Linked DNA regions of Mus musculus: region 1 is linked to region 2. A link is a contact called in public promoter capture Hi-C data. All regions are on one chromosome and are shown on one strand. The core of a region is the stretch at or near the end of the contact, and the rest is flanking DNA. Distances in the headings are between cores, read along the strand shown. Region 1 overlaps Tns3 (tensin 3). Region 2 overlaps Tns3 (tensin 3).

The links. Capture Hi-C pulls out chosen DNA fragments and counts their contacts.
Region 1: a contact with region 2 is called in a promoter capture Hi-C map of liver. The contact joins two enhancer-like sites. A contact is called at or near these places in 1 of 115 datasets of contacts at active chromatin or transcription factors (embryonic stem cells) and 2 of 9 other capture datasets (liver and pancreatic islet).

The regions. Positions count from the first base shown.
Region 1 is chr11:8,568,016-8,570,789 of GRCm38.p6, reverse strand. The region is part of intron 4 of Tns3 (tensin 3); the gene reads left to right. Among named protein-coding and RNA genes, the nearest start is that of Tns3, 95 kb to the left of the region's middle. Within about 2 kb of position 1,404, at least 73 of the 459 cell types and tissues checked have an H3K27ac peak or open chromatin away from gene starts, as enhancers often do. A contact at or near this core is called in embryonic stem cells, liver and pancreatic islet, where this site is marked.
Region 2 is chr11:8,467,380-8,470,427 of GRCm38.p6, reverse strand. All of the region lies in intron 20 of Tns3 (tensin 3), which reads left to right. Among named protein-coding and RNA genes, the nearest start is that of Tns3, 200 kb to the left of the region's middle. Within about 2 kb of position 1,722, at least 263 of the 459 cell types and tissues checked have an H3K27ac peak or open chromatin away from gene starts, as enhancers often do. A contact at or near this core is called in embryonic stem cells, liver and pancreatic islet, where this site is marked.

The DNA of each region.
Region 1 (2,774 bases), core at 155-2,654, 100 kb before region 2:
TTCTAATTCTATTGTCCCAATAGATGGATAGTCAGTGTGAGGACTGTATCTCTCCATCAATACCTTGGCACTTACTGGGAAGTTAGAGGGTTGTAGGAACAACTCAAAATGATGTTTCCTTAACAGTCACACCTATCTCAGACCTGTAAGTCTAGGAGTGTGAACATGCAGGGTGAGGATGGGCCCACATGCACACATAGAGATATGCAGGGAAAAGGCCTTGTGATGATGACAGAGGCAGAGATCCCCGGATCCCCGGGGCTGCAGTGGTCATGTGAAGATGCAAGAGACAGGCCCAGTCTTGCATTTGGCCCTGCTGACTCCCCAGTCTTTCATTTCTAGCCCCATATGTGGGAAGAAATAAACTCCCGTGGTTTGGAGGTATGCAGTGCAGGGTTCTTGTTTCAGTAGCCTCAGGAAACCAATACTCTGGGACCATTGTCATATTACTTAATTGTTCTCCAGAGAACTATGGAGTGATGGGAGAAGAGGCCACTCTGGCTGCAGAGCAGTGAAATAGTCTTCCTAGGAATAGTATGTAGGAATAGCATGGATTCAGAGATGCTCTGTGTGAGGCCCATGCCAGGAAGAGAACTGATAGGTCACCCATGGAAACTAAGAAGCAACCTTTGTCTATGACCTGTCTGCGGCATTGGACAGGACCGTGACACCCCTTTCTCCAGGGAAAGCCAGGACAGCAAAGCCAGACTCCCAGGAGTTCCTTATGTAGCCAGCAGCGATTCTGTGAGCAGGATGCTGGTAGGCCAGCCAGGGCTGGGCCAGTCAGTGTTCATGGATGCTTCCCTGGGATGCCAGGATGCTGGTAGGCCAGCCAGGGCTGGGCCAGTGTTCACGGTTGCTTCCCTGGGATGTCTGACGTCAGCCCAGATCTTTGTTCATCAGTGTCTTGTTTCAGTTCTCTTCCAAAACATCTGAGATGCGGTGACCCTGGAGGCACAGATCTTTGAGAAGTCTGTGGCTCCTCCCATCCAACCACAATCCAGACTTTGATCCTTCTTTTTCTTTGATTTCACCATCCCCTCCCACACCTAAAATAACATCCATCTTTTGACTGTGTCCAACTGTGAGGCGTTTAGGCTTCTGGGTTTCTGGGAAAGGCAGTCCCAGAGAGGAGGTTCCTGGAAGCTGAGCACTGTCAACTGTAGCCGGGAGCTACACATCTCAGCACAAGTCCTACTGGGAAATGGAAAATCCCCCTACAGATGCACCCAACAATGCCAGCCTCCCCTGGCTGCCTTTGTCATCCAGTCTTTGAAAGCCAGGTTGGTTCTTGTTTGAGCTTTTGTTCTCCCTCTGCAGGTGGAGGTATTGTGAGGCAAGGCCAGGACATGTTGACCTTTGGTGGCGTCAGCTTATGCACAAAGGGAGCACAAAGCCCTAGCTAATGATTAAATGCCCACACTGGGTTGCAGCCCTGGTTACACTTGAGGTGATTGCTCGGTTCTTACCATCCTGTCCTCTCACTGTGTTTGCAGTTTTGGGGCTGGTAGAGAAGGGAAGAGGCTGGCAGGGTGACAGCTCTTGTCTTTAGCCCCCACCCCCTTTCCTTCTTCTGGCTCCCTGGGGACCAGTTCCTGAGCTGATTTCTCTTAAATAATGACCTAAGTCCCCAGGGTGGCATAGCCAGCTTCTTTCTGAGGGGCTCGTGGAAGCAGGGGTTTGAGTGATTCGAATGCTGCCAAGTCTGGAGGCTAGTTTGCCCTGCAGTAAGCCAGACAAGATGGCCAATGGGATTTCCTTTCTTCCACGGCCCGCCATGCATGTTAATGTGGGGCCATTGAAGACAATGGCCACGTGTGACTGTTGACAGAACTGTGACTTCGGGCGTGATCAAATATTTATTTGTTTTGGATTCTCCCCCCCCCCCAAACCTTTAGAAAACATCCTTACTAATTATTTGAGAATTGCATATAATTTATTGTGATCATTTTTACTTTATTCCTTCCCTAACCCCTCCCAGACCAAAACCAACTCCCTATCCCCTTCAAATTCATGCTGTTATTTTTTAAAATAACCTGAGGTCAAATTTGATACACACACACACACACACACACACACACACACATATATGTATCTATATCTATCTATATAACACATATATACACATATACATATACATGCACATACATGCGCATGTATGCTCCTATGTGTGGGGCCATTCACTGCACCATTATCAACTTACCAGGGGCTATACCCTTAAAAACCATGGCTCTCTGCCTTACCCAGATGCCGTCATCTCTCAGGAGCCCCTCAGTTGGAGGTGGAGCTCATGGACTGCTCTCTACTCTTATATCCAGAAGATGTTTTTCACTCCAACCTCCCCAGCTCCCTGGCTTTTAGAATCATTCCATTCCCTCGCCCTTCTGCAGTGGTTTCCTAGCCTTGAGTGGTATAGATGTCCCAGTTGTGTTTGACAACTCCACTGACATCCACTCTCTGTACTTGGACGCATTGTGAGTTTCTGTGCTAACCAGTGTCCACTACACAGAGATCCCTCCGATGTGGCCTGAGAGCGGACTGATCTATGAGTACAGATATCTGAATTTAGAGGCAGTTGATTAATTATGTCTGTTTTAGTAGAAAAATACTAAGTTATCCTCTAGGGCCCGTGAGCTCCCAGCTGTAGGTTCTTGGTTAGATTTACAAACTTAATACTGGTACTGTCTTTCAGCCTGCAGTGCAAGCCTTAACTCTAACTGGAAAGCAAAAGCAACATTCTTGTTATTGTTGCACCCATGGGCAACAGATCTTGC
Region 2 (3,048 bases), core at 473-2,972:
CAGTGATAAGATGTGCCTAAGGTTATGGGTTCATCGTTTGCTTGTTTGTTTTTTAATATTGAGTAGAGTTAAAGGCAAGGCTTTCCCATCAAGGGGCCAATGCATCAGCTCCTCAGTGAGCTTGAGCCCCAGTATGTGGAGCCAGGCTCCAGGTGTCATCCTGCTGGCAAAGGTGAAGGCTGGCTCAGCCCATTCCTGGGGCGGTGGTCCTAACACCTATTTGTGCTCTGCTGTGGTTTTGCTGTCCTCCCATGGGCATCCTGCTGGTTCACAGTGGCTGTCTCTTGTCCAGGTTCTGACCCTGATCCCTAGGGGAAACAGTGGGGTTTCAGAGAATGACTTTCTTCCTAAAGGAAGGAACCCTCCAAGCCATCTCAATCCCTAACACTGCCGCAGATGAGCGGGAGGAGGGGCGGGGGTGATGAGCAAGTCTGTGAGGAGGCCTGCTCAGAGCTGCTTGGGTCATGGCTTTGACACGGTCACAACCCCCAGTCCTCTGGCCTGTGGGTAGACGGGACCCACAGAGGAGTTAGACCTTTTTCTGATGGAAGTCGTGGACTGGAAAGGCTGGTACACCCACCTCACTGAGCCCGCCGCTGATCCTGTTGGGTTGGGGCCAGGCATTTCCGATAGCAGGGATAGCTGTTTTCAGGCATATAAACAACTGGGAGGAAGTGTCTTCTCAGGGGTCTTCCTGGCTGGGCCCTAGACACGTGGCCTGAATGGGCCTGGAATGAGGGCCTCTCCTTATCAAGTTGCTCTTGGGACCTGCGGGGTTGGGCAGGCTTAGATTCAGCAAGATGGTCAGCAAGCTGTGCCGGAAACTTACCTCTGTGCAGAGGCCTGCGATAATGAAGTAAAATCAACACTGGCACATGCTGGCCAGGAAGCAACCCTTGGGGAACATGAGAAACTTCTCTTTGAGACGTTCAGGGAGAATGTTCTAGAAGTTTCTAGAAGCTCACATTTGCAGAGTGAGTGAGACTCTGTTGCCTTCAGTTCATGGTAAAACGTGGAGTGCTGCTGGACAGGCTGTGTTTTAGTGCTCAGGTAATAGACTCTGTATGCTACTTGATGCACAAGAAAATGTCTCAGACTAAAATAGGTACTGGTGTTTGTAAGCAATTTTGAAGGCTGTCGAGAGGTTCAATTGATGTTTTGGGGGGCCCTTCCATATGGGGGAAACACATGAAGGAAATAGGAGGAAGAAGGGGATCTAGATGTAGATGCTTCCCAGAACCTGTTAGTAGAAAGCCCAATGAAACAGGCTGGTTCCTGATCAGTTTCTGTTGGTTCCCACTGCAGCCAGGAGGAAAATCTGCAGTTGAGCAGATACTGAGGAGTGGGTTTCCGCAGCTGAAGTCTCCTGGCTGCCTTGTGTAGGGCTGTGGTGAAGGCTTTGTTGGGGCGAGGCGATCCCCTTCTACCAGGAAAGGAATCTGTGGCTCAGCGTCACAGAGTCAAACCCCACTGGCTTTTTCCTCCTGCGTCCTCAGGTTGCCGCGAAGGGCAGGTGTGGGGCGTGGCTGTTTGTCCTGCCCCTTGTCTCCGCTGGGTGTCCCTGGTCTCGGCGGCGTGGTTTTAAGTTGTGGTGGGTTTTGGCCGGGAAGTTTTTCCGAACTTGAAGGGGGAGGAGGAAGAAGGGAAGCAGAATGGAAAGGAAGCGAACTGCAGCAGAGAGCAGGCGGGGCCAAGTCTGGAGGCACTGACTGGGCAGGCGGCCCGCAGCAGCCCGCGGCCGCCCAACAATCCCGGGATTCTTTCCTGCGACCTACTCTCCCGCTGCCCTCTGAATGGGCCTCTTTGGAGGTGGCAGCCCCGCCTCTCGCCCTGACTCCCCCGGGGACTGGCAGAACACTGAGCCCTCCCAGGGTGGGTGGGGGACGCCATTGGGCCGGACTCAGCACCCGGGGCTGCTGGGGACAGACCCTGCAGAGTGCCTTTAACAAGGCTCACAGATTCTAGGCCCTTCCATGGACTGACCGGACCCCAGGTGCCCAGGTAAGCCAACAGCTGGCCTCGTGGCTTCTCCAGGAGCTATTTCTGTGTCCCTGGTGTCTCTGAGCTCTGGTTCCTTTGGGCACATCCAGTTGCTGAAACCTGATCTGGGATGTGGGGGAGGGTAGTGGTGGGAGTAGGGAGGAGGAGACAGACAGACCCAGTGCCAATGGCCAGGACACCTAGGTGAACTGGGGCATGGAAAGATAGCCAGACAGTTTTCTGTTCTGAGTTCCCTTATCACTTAGTGGCGTTTCTCAAGTCTCTTAGGGACCGTCTTTCAGGGGAGGCACGCTTTCTAACTTTGTGGAGCTCCTTAGGGATGAACAAAAGCCTGGTTTGAATGTGTGCCGCTTTCTGTGCACTCTTCTGCCCAAACTGATGATCGTGGGCCTGCCCCTTTCTCTCTGTCACAGCCCAACCCATAGCCCTCAGGAGAGTGTTCCCCGAGCAGCTTCCCCAGAGGGCAGTTGTTTCCACTAAAGAGGCAGGCAGCCTGTGGAGCAGATGCTGGGATTTTTAATGAGGCTCCCTCATCTCTTCTATGCTTGGAGCCTGCAAAGGTAGCATTTCTAAGCAAATCCATGAACACTGAAACAAAACAGGCATTGACTGGACTGATGTGCTCAGATTCCGGCAGAGCTTCTGCAGCCGGGGTGACTGGTACCTTAGCTGTCCTTCCCTCCTGGGATAGGACTGGGGTTGCCTCCCCCACATGTCGGGTAGGAGAATCTTAGGGCTGTGAGTGGCTAGGGAGGAAGAATGTGGTCTCTTGCAGCATCTGTTGATCCTTACAGATACAAGGCTGTGCGCTACAGCTCACATCACGGGGCAGATCGTACTCTCGAGAGAAAGCCCTTGCATAAGCCCCATGACAAGCCCCGGCAGGTTAGGGTCTGCCCCATGCTTGTAAGTTTTATGTGTTGTAAAACTTCCTGGTTGTAAGTTTTATGTGTTGTCCCTTCTAAGAGCCAGAGATATTTTAAGTCAAATGCTTTTTCAAAAGCTTCCTGTTCTTCTAATGGAATCCATATAAAACCATCATTTTCC